Linked DNA regions of Mus musculus: all the other regions are linked to region 1. A link is a contact called in public promoter capture Hi-C data. All regions are on one chromosome and are shown on one strand. Each heading gives the region's core, a stretch centred on a gene start, on an enhancer-like site or on the middle of the called end of the contact. The rest is flanking DNA. Distances are from core to core; before and after follow the strand shown.

Region 1 (3,178 bases), core at 465-2,964:
TCCGTTTTGCTTTCTGATGGTAGATTTGGTGTGACTGGTGCACCTTGGCTTCCCTGCCATGAATATTATACCCTGACCCATGAACTAAAGTAACCCCTTTCCCCATAAGTTGCTTTTATCCACATTTTGCCACAAAGGGAAAAGAAACAAAGACAGGGCAATCCTGTCATGAAGGAGGGGGAACCCATGGTCAATGGGGGGGCGGAGGGACCATAGGGCCTGTGCTGACCCCCCAAGAAGCTTCCGGACTCTGTTGCAGAAGCTATTTTTGGAAAATGGGGACAGAGGCCTCTTCTAGACTCCTCACCATGTGCTGGGGCACAGAGAGATAGGCAAAGACTGAGAGTGCCTGGGATAGACACAATGACCCATTCAGAATGAACTCTTTCCGGATGGGCTCGGCCGCTCTGACCGTGACCTATTGAAAGGCAGGAATGTGTCAGGATGAGGTGGGGGTTCTGAAAGGCCAGCTGTGAGCATGGGTCCCCACTCTTGCCCATAAAGAGCCTTCTGTTTTTTTTCCCCCTCAGTGTGTTAGGAGCTTTTAGAACTATCTCAGACAGTACAGGCACATGTTCCCCTCCCTAACCTCAGCTCACCTCTCAGCTGGTCTCTGAGGCCCCAGCCCATCCCAGCCATGCATGGGCAGCCTGTCATGCTGAGACCTGAGCTGGGGGAACAGGATTTGTGGGTCTTACAGAATCACTCTAAGTTGTTCATACAGCAAAGCCTTCCTTCCAATTGAAACCTCAGCCTATGAGCCCCACCTTGGGGTTCCACTGTCTGAACAAAGGGAGCTGAAGGACTCTGTCATGTGGAAGTCACCCCCTTGGATAAGAGGACAGGCTGGGAAATGAAGTCTGATGGGTTCCAGGCAAACACTGAGTTGGAACCACCAACAGTGCTGTGGATAGTAGTGGTAGGAAGATATGTTTTTAACTTGGATGAGAAACAGATCCAGACCAGTCAGGTATCATGAGGAATATACTATATTGTTCCTGGGAGCTAGATGTAGTCATGAGTGTGAAGGCTATGGGCACACAGAAACATGCCTTCCAGGGACCCACCTGAGCCAGCAGCTCCACAGGAAGGAGTCTGCAACACAGATCCTCCCCAAGTCCTGTGCACATCCCTTGGAGGTCATAGAAATACTACGAGAGACTTTCCCAGGGGGAGCCTGCCTGGAATAGCCAAATAGGAAGGGACCAGATGGAAACTCTTGCCCCAAGACATGTACAGAGAAGAGAGATAAACTACCCTTCTAAGACAGAGTAGGAAGGCTTTTTTCCTTGGGAGTGAAGAGGCAGGAATATTGATCTCTATTAAGCCATGTGTGTAGTATATGAAACCAGATTGAAAATTTTACAGAATAACTATGCAAGGCATAGATAAAGGATCAAATTTGGAGAATGCCAGTAATCTTGAAATAACTTAGGCAAAAAAAGCCTCCCTAAGCAAGGCTGAAGTACCACAAGGTCAAGGCAAGAGGGAGGGTTCTCTTCTCTGCTCTACCAGCTTGCCTGTTGCTAGAACAGCTCTCAGGCTGGCATTTACTACAGGAAAATGCCTGTGATGGCAAGTCAGAGGCTTGTAGCAGAGTTCCTCTTGCAGGCAGTGGGGGCATTGCCTCCTTACCTTGTCCCTGCCCCAGTGCCAACGTGGTGCCCAAGAACATCCAGAGGCAGAAGTGTTGGTAGGAGCCTTGGAGGCTCATACTGCACAGCCTGTGGGAGGAGAGGTCAAAGCCCTTCACCACTTAAGGAACTGTCTTACCCGCCTCCCTGACAAGAAAGCTTGTTCTGCATCCATTCCCATGGACCAGCAGGATGTCCCTACAGACATAAGTGAAGCCCAGAGGCCTACAACTTGTCATTATGGAGATGTTGATGAAGACTGAAGCCATACTAAGGCATCCCACTGAACAAAGGACCCTCAGCTACAAAATCTCCTAGTGTGCTCAAGTACCCTCTGCAGGGAGCCAATTCTCCCTGAATGGGGGAGCACTGCCCATGCCCCTTCTGGTATTCACACCCACAATCGATAGACACAGTGGGGATCACCAGAGTAACAAAACCGTGAGGCCCCAGCAGCCCCACATGGTGTCTGAGATTGGTTTGGATAGATTCATACCATCAAGGTCATCACATTCGGTGGCTTGCTCTCAAGCAGAAGGGACATGTGAGGCCAAATTCTGATTATAGCAGAAGTAGGCACAGTAGGGATGAAAAGTATTGGGGAACCCTTGAGTCCTCTCTGAAGTTGGGAGATAATGCTTGAAAGAGAGGCCAATAGGGTAGAGTCCACCACCTCAGGGTAGCACTTTGGAGGTGGGAACACAAGCATGACCCAGCCTGGAATTCGTGAGCCCGAGGAACCCAGGATCCCCACCCCAGCCCTGAACAAAGCACCTGCATTTCCTGTATACTCAAGGTTACCTCTGCAGAGAAGCCAGCTCTGTGAGCAGAGCCAAGGCCAGTAGGAAGGCTACAGGCTGATACACCCTAGAACAGTAGTTAACCTGGGAGTTGTGACCCCTTTGTGTGTGTTGGGGTAGGGGAAGGGACATCTAATGACCCTTTCATAGGGATTACCAAAGATTATTGGAAAACACAGATTTTTACATTATGATTCATAATAGTAGTAAAACCATAGTTATGAGGTAGCAACAAAAATAATTTCATGATTGAGGGTCACCACAACATGCGGAACTTTTTAAAGGGCCACAGCATTAGGAAAATTGAGGACCACTGCTCTAGAGTGTATATATGCACCCATCCAGAAGATTTAAACTAAGGTGTCAGTGCTATGGACCACTGCTCCATCTGCCTATGAAGTGCCACAGAAATGGCCCTGCCTTCTGGACTCACTCTGAAGCCAGACCCCTCCCTACTTCATGGCCAGGGTGGTCACAGCTGATGGACATAAGTTCCCCTCTGCTGCCCACCAGCCCTTTTTGTATGTCCTTAGTTCCAAGTGTCTTCTGAAACCCTCATAGGATCTGGAGAAGATGCTCAGGTCTCCAGGCTACACTTGAGTCCCTCAACTTGTGGGGCCTTATCACTTTTCCCAGTCTCTCCCCAGTGGATTCTCTGGTAAGCCCCCTCATGCACCCAGCCCCAGGGCCATAAATGAGTCACTAACCTCCTGCTCCAAGGATAGTGTTCCTCACTTTCCAATG
Region 2 (3,178 bases), core at 417-2,916, 650 kb after region 1:
AAGTCCATCTAGGTCCATCCTTGCAGGACCCTAGATCTACTACTGATTATCTGGGGAGAAGAGGATTCCGTCCCCAGCAAGTGATTCCCCTCACTTTTCATCCTGGACTTGGTGGAGTACATGGGGAAATCTTCCCATTTCATTTAAACATAATCAGGAGGAAGCTGGAGTGCCGTGCTGCCCACTGGTCAATGCCAACTGCACCCAGCAGTCTCCCAAGATGGGCACCTGGACGTCCTTCCTGCTCCAAGACGCTTTGCAAAGAGGAAGACCTGCACAATGGAAGCCTAAAGAGTTCCGAGGAAAAGGGATGCCAAGACTGGAGACCCAAGTATTGCGCATCCCACAGAAAGGAGAACCATGAAGTCAGTGCTGGAAGCATCAACCAAGAGCCCTGACTCAGCCCCCACCTCAAGGAGGGAGGAAAAGGGGAGGCCAGGAGAATGCAGTGGGAGGTAATTTGAAGCAGGAAGCACTGGCAAGCTCCCCTTCCCACGACTACCCGAAGTCAGCTTCTGCTCTGCACCTCCATGGCTCAGATTCTGGGGCCTGTGTCAGGACAGTCTGTACCATCCCCAGGCCCAGGGTGCCCCCCTCACTTCCACTTGTGACTCACAACTAGATCTCCACACGCTGAAGAGAGCAGGTTGCGTGGACACCAGTGTGCAGGCAATGTTCACTCCTTTCTGACTAATAAACTAATCCCGCGCTGAGCGGCAGAAACACTGGACACTGACTTCAAGGTTAGTAGGTGTATTTCCCTTATCTCAGGAGCTCCTGCCTCACCCACGTATCTGTCTGCAGCACCCGGGGGGGCCAGCATGAGAAAGTGAGAAACATTCGCTGCCATCTTCGAGCCCTCCGGGGTTGCTGCACCTTCTGGCCACTCTTCATCTGGAACTCCTAGTAAGGTAAGCCGGAGGACATAAGTCACAACAAAACTGAGCTAGGTGCTCTATCATCAGTCTCTTGCTGAAAGAGACTCTTGCCAAGTTCCTCAGCCTGTGAAAGCCGCGGGACTTGGAGTCTAACAGTCTTCAATTGTGGCCTTAGGACTCTACTCAGAGTTCGCTGGCGCTGGTCAAACAGCGAGTGGTCCTCCTTGTTCAAAAACTCAGTACTGTGGGGTTCCTGGTGGACTTCGAGTCATTGCTGATGAACAAAATACCCAGTGAGAGAATAGCAGCCTGAGCCCTGCGGTTGCCATTGAAGCTAGATTCCCACGTAGGTTCGGGCGTATAGGGGGAATCAATCGCAAGCCAACTTGGCTCCAGCACCTTGTGTCCCTAGATTCAGAAGGGCCTCAGCCACAGGACACTAAACCAGCTTTGGGCGGGAGCTCGGAATAGACGTGGGGCGAGGACTGGCACCCGTGACCGTAGCAACAAAGTTCTAGACGGTTCAGAGCTGCTGCTGTCCCAGGAGTGCTCGCGCTCAGCCTCCTCCCACCCCCTGTTTGTTCGGGCTCAGCCGAGGGTACGCGGGCGAGCTGTGGTCTCAAAGCCGGACAGCAGAGCCTGTTCGGGTCACGTGGCCCCGCGGCTGGAGCCCCGGCGCTGACCCTGAGCGGAGGGAGGGACCGACTAGAAGAGAGAAGGGGCGGCACGGCGGGGGCGGGGCAGCCCAAGTTCCCGGGATTCCCTACAGAGCGGCTCTGTGGAGACCCAGTCTACAACCCACCGGTCACCCTCCCTGGGCCAACGCCGCGCCTTCCTGTGAGGGCTTTGGCTGGCGATCTCTGCGCAAGGCAAGGACCTCGTTCCTAGGGTCCTGCGCCTCATCTAACCCTGTCATTCCACCCAGAGGAGCCCGGGACCTGCCCTGGTGAACCGACTCAAAAAAGTGGAGTGCCCAAGCGGAGCAGCAGCACCTGCCCCGGGCGAGCGCAAGAGCTGATGGAGGGGGCCCAGTGATCCTGCCCTAGACGTCTGCCCGTCTTTCTTCTCTGCAGGTCAAGCTCGCGCGGGGAAAAAAAATGTACCAAAGCTTGGCGTTAGCCCAGAGCCCCGGCCAGGGCACTTACGCCGACTCCGGAGCCTTTCTGCACTCTTCGGGAACCGGCTCCCCGGTGTTCGTGGCACCCACTCGCATGCCCTCCATGCTGCCGTACCTGCCTTCGTGTGAGCCGGGCTCGCAGGCTCCCGCGCTCGCCGCGCACTCCAGCTGGACACAAGCAGTTGCCGCTGATTCCTCAGCCTTCGGCTCCGGAAGCCCGCACCCGCCAGCCGCACACCCACCGGGAGCCACCACCTTCCCGTTCGCTCACAGCCCTCCGGGGTCGGGCAGCGGCGGCAGCGCGGGGGTCCGGGACGGCGGCGCCTTCCAGGGCGCGCTGCTGGCTCGCGAACAGTACCCGACCCCGCTCGGGAGACCCATGGGCGCCTCGTACCCCACAACCTACCCAGCATACATGAGTTCCGACGTAGCCCCTTCGTGGACCTCCGGAGCCTTCGACAGCAGCATCCTGCACGGTCTGCAAGCTCGCCCTGGTGGCCTCCCTGGCCGCAGGACCAGCTTCGGTGAGTACCGGGCTGGGGCTGCCCGGTGGACCTGGCTCTAAAACTAAGGCGCGCAGCAATAAACCCGCGCGCTACGAAATGCAAAAATCCGAGATGCGTTCTTCTGCAGTCAGGGCTTTTCTGCCTAGTCCGACCACGCAGATTCCCGCCTAGAATTGCTAGGACACAGGAAACTTCATGAAACACAATACGATGAAAAACGCTCGATACAGAATTCTTTTCTCAGCACAATAGCAAGAAAATAATATATTTCTGCTTTTCACCCGACCAACCCCCCCCCCCCAAAAAAAAAGCATTCTGGGTTATGTCGATTTGGAACCTACATTTAAAAAGTTTTCACGGGAAGTTTTGGAAAGTATTTTTTGGTTTTAAGACAACCTAGTTCCAAACTTAACAGCAAACCTCCTGCTTCAGCCTTCCAAAGTGCTGAGTTTACAGGCATGAGCGGAGCTGAAAATGAATTTTATAAAGCTTAAAACAGCGATTATTTGATAAAGTCACCACAGCCATCTTGTTCTGCAACGTTCCATCTTAAGAGTTCCATACCTCACAGGAACATAGGTTAGATTGGATTCCAAGACTGTTGATCGTGGAATCATTTGTCTGGCTTTCTGAGTATTTTTTGAGGAACAGACACAGCAAAGAGGGCCAAGCTCTGT
Region 3 (3,178 bases), core at 247-2,746, 530 kb after region 1:
GGCAGGCAAGGCAAGTCTTGCACCTCATCACAGCCAACAGGTAGGTACCTTTGGCCACCAGCATAGTCCTGTCCTGGTAACTGCTGGTTCTCTGACCTGGCTTTCCTCTCTTCTTGAAGAGAGAATGGCTGGCAAATGATACAAACCTCCGGTCTCCCCTGTGTCATTTCTAGGCAAGCCAAACATCCCGGTGCCCCAGGCTGCTCCTCTGTGCAAGGGGACTTTAAAATGCTGCCTGGGACTGCTCTTATCCAAAGCCCTCTCCAAGCCAGCAAATGCCAGGCTCAGCAAACAGCGCCTGCTGTCCCCATTACCACAGCTAAGATTTATAAATAATTCGGCTAAACACCAGGTGTTCTCTTCCCTGCCGTCCACCTGCCCCAAGCTGCTTTAACAACAGCTGACTAGACAGCTACCTTGGTTTACTAAACTACAAAACAAAACAAAACAAAACAAACAAACAAACAAAAAACACTGCCCTGAAGTTGGGATAGTTCCATCACAAATGGGCAGTTTCAACACCTTGGGACAGAAACACCCCAAGGCCATGTCTGGGGGAGGCCAGCAATCCTCATCACGCTAAACTCAAGCCACTGCGCCTGGGGCCCCAAGCTATAAGGTGCGACTATGTGTCTCTATCTCATTTTTCCTACAGATGCTCACCTCTCCTGTGAAGGAGGTACCCTGCCTTGAGTTCCCGGGTTTGGAGCTAAGCGTGCCAATCAGGCAGCAAAGCGACCCGAACTCTCGTTGGCGTACACACGCGTCCGGGGGCATCGGAGAGCTGCGTGAAGGTACCGGGCCTCAGGGACCCGGGCATCCGCGCTCCTCGTAGGGACAAAGCCCGCCACTAGTGAGCAACTTCCGTGCTCCACGTTTCCCTCGGTCTTAGCAACAACCACCACAGCCACTGGATCTGTCGCTGAACAGACCCGCAGAGGCTCGCACCTGCGTATACTAGCAAACCTTTAACCTGGGCCGACAGCTCTAGCGGTCCCCCCCCCCCCCTCACGCTTTCCTGCGCCCCAAGTCCACTCCCATCTTCCCTCTCGCTCTAGCGCAGCGGCTCTGCCTTCCCCCACCCCACTGCAGACTTGCAGCTTCCCTCATGTGCAGTGAGAAGGGGTGAATTCTGCATCCGGCTCCCTTGAGCCCACTCTGTCCCCGCATTGGTTCCCCGGGATGTGTCTTCAGACAACGCACCCGGGGCTCCGCCGCGCTTTAGTCCAGCCTCCGCAAACACCTGCCGCGCTCCTGACGTCAGCAGGTCGGAGTCTGGCATACCTAGGAGGCATCTAGTACGGAGCCAGACCCTGTCCCCATCCTGGTCCGAGACCTCAAAGCAGTCCAGATCCCAGAGCACTCACCTTCCCACGAACCCGGCTGCCGCGCTGCGCCCTGCGCTCTGGACTACGCGCGCAGCCCACTCCCGCTTCATTCATCGCCCAAGCCGCTCCCGCAGGGATGGGGGTAGTGGCCTCACCACCGCCACCAATGGCAGCGAGGCTCGGGCGGGCCGGGGCCAGAGGTGACAGTAGCGAGGGCGCGCCGGGGCGGGGCCGAGCGGAGGGGCGGAACTTGGGCGGGTCAGGGACAGCACAGAGAGCGGGACTTAGCTAGTGCTTTGCACGCGGTGATTTCTTTCTGTTGGGGGACACTCTGGAGGTTGCAGGCTAGGAAAATATGGCTCAAGTCTCACTGCGTCGTAGATGCCACCTGCTCAAGCGTGGAACCGAGGCGTTGGAGGGCGCGAGTAGCGATCCCCTCAGGCGTGGGGTACAGCTCCAGCCCGGCAAAGGGATCTCTCCACTCTCTGCTCAGGTCAACCAGTGAGTTCAGTGCAACGGGGCGCTGGGCCAAACCACACCCTCACCGGAGGAGCCCACAGGGTTCCAGTTCCGGGTACTCTTGACCTGAGATGGAGAGAGAATATACCAGTCACCTTCAAATTGAGGCGTTCTCTGCTGTGCGACCTTGAACATATTTCTGAACCCCTCTGGGCCAGTTTTCGCATCTGTAAAACTAAGATAATTAGCCATACGAGTGTGATGGCTACTGCTTGTAAGCCTGTGGGTATTCGGAAGGCTGGGGCAGAAGAAGGGTCCCACTTTCATAGTTCTAGGCCAGCCTGGGCTACAAAAGAAACCCAGTCTCAGAAAATCAAGCAAACAACCTTTTTTATTTTTTATTTTTCTTTTTTTTTTTAATTTTATGATTCCAACACATCACTGAAGGAAATGGAAAACAGTAGCTGGTCTGAATTTAGCCAAGTAACAGCCGACAGCCACTAGCCATTAACATCATACCACTGACAATCAACAGCCGATGGCAGAAACTCTCCATATATGTCTCCCTTTGGGGTGTATTACATTTAATTGAAAATACATGTGAGCCAGGTGTGGCGATGTTCACCGATAATCCTATACATACATGGGGCTGATGCAGGAGAATCTTTAGTGGGAGAGCCACACTGGGCTACCTAATAAAATCCTGTCTGGATTTAAAAATAAAAATAAAACAAAACAAAACCAAGAACAACAACCAAAGCAAAACAATAGAAACAAAATAACCTTCCCCAACTCTCCAAGGCATCCAGAGTTTATAATCTGGACAGGGGAAGTAAAGGCAGAAGGAATCAGAGTCTGTGATCAGCTTGGGCTACACAAAAGTAAAGTTAGTGTGGACCCTGCTGTCAGCTCATGAGGACATCACTAGTCACAGGGTGCCTGGGGACAGACCCTCCATGCAGCCTCGGGAGCTAAGGCAGGGCTCTTCCTTTATGTCTAGAGAAGAGACTGGCTGCTGAGCTTAGTTCTTCCAGCCTGACTTGTTATTTATCAGCATGTCTTCCCGGAGTGGGTGTGGCCGGAACCTACTCATGTTCTATCCTGGGAACCTCTGGTGATGACTTCAGGGTCTAGGGTCTACTTGTCAACATGTGAGTCTCTGCTCCAAAAAAAGCTGAGCTTCACTTCCACTGCCCCAGGTGTTGACCTCCATACCTGAGGCTGCCTCTGCTCAGAGAAGACATCAGGAAGAATAGACAGCCAGGCACCATGAGGTATACACGGCTTTACTAGTCTCTCTCTCTCTCTCTCTCTCTCTCTCTCAACATCTCCCTTAGGTACATGGACCTCAAGACCTGAAGCCAGAGAAAGCAGGCTGAACACAAATTTGA

The links. Promoter capture Hi-C pulls out the DNA fragments that hold promoters and counts their contacts.
Region 2: a promoter capture Hi-C map of embryonic stem cells shows a contact between it and region 1, with 2.4 times the contacts expected there. The contact joins the promoter of Gata5 here to the promoter of Col20a1 in region 1. A contact is called at or near these places in 6 of 39 promoter capture datasets (embryonic stem cells, erythroid cells, liver and 3 more).
Region 3: a contact with region 1 is called in a promoter capture Hi-C map of embryonic stem cells, with 2.5 times the contacts expected there. The contact joins the promoter of Slco4a1 here to the promoter of Col20a1 in region 1. A contact is called at or near these places in 3 of 39 promoter capture datasets (embryonic stem cells and pre-B cells) and 1 of 9 other capture datasets (liver).

The regions. Positions count from the first base shown.
Region 1 is chr2:180,985,071-180,988,248 of GRCm38.p6, reverse strand. Col20a1 (collagen, type XX, alpha 1) reads right to left here and starts at 1,714. Exons shown (of 36, transcript NM_028518.1): 1 at 1,636-1,714. The coding sequence starts at 1,714.
Region 2 is chr2:180,333,167-180,336,344 of GRCm38.p6, reverse strand. Gata5 (GATA binding protein 5) reads left to right here and starts at 1,666. Exons shown (of 6, transcript NM_008093.2): 1 at 1,666-2,519. The coding sequence starts at 1,976. It overlaps Gata5os (GATA binding protein 5, opposite strand), which reads right to left. Exons shown (of 5, transcript NR_045877.1): 2 at 2,402-2,677; 3 at 2,024-2,163.
Region 3 is chr2:180,454,563-180,457,740 of GRCm38.p6, reverse strand. Slco4a1 (solute carrier organic anion transporter family, member 4a1) reads right to left here and starts at 1,496. Exons shown (of 12, transcript NM_001355218.1): 1 at 1,368-1,496.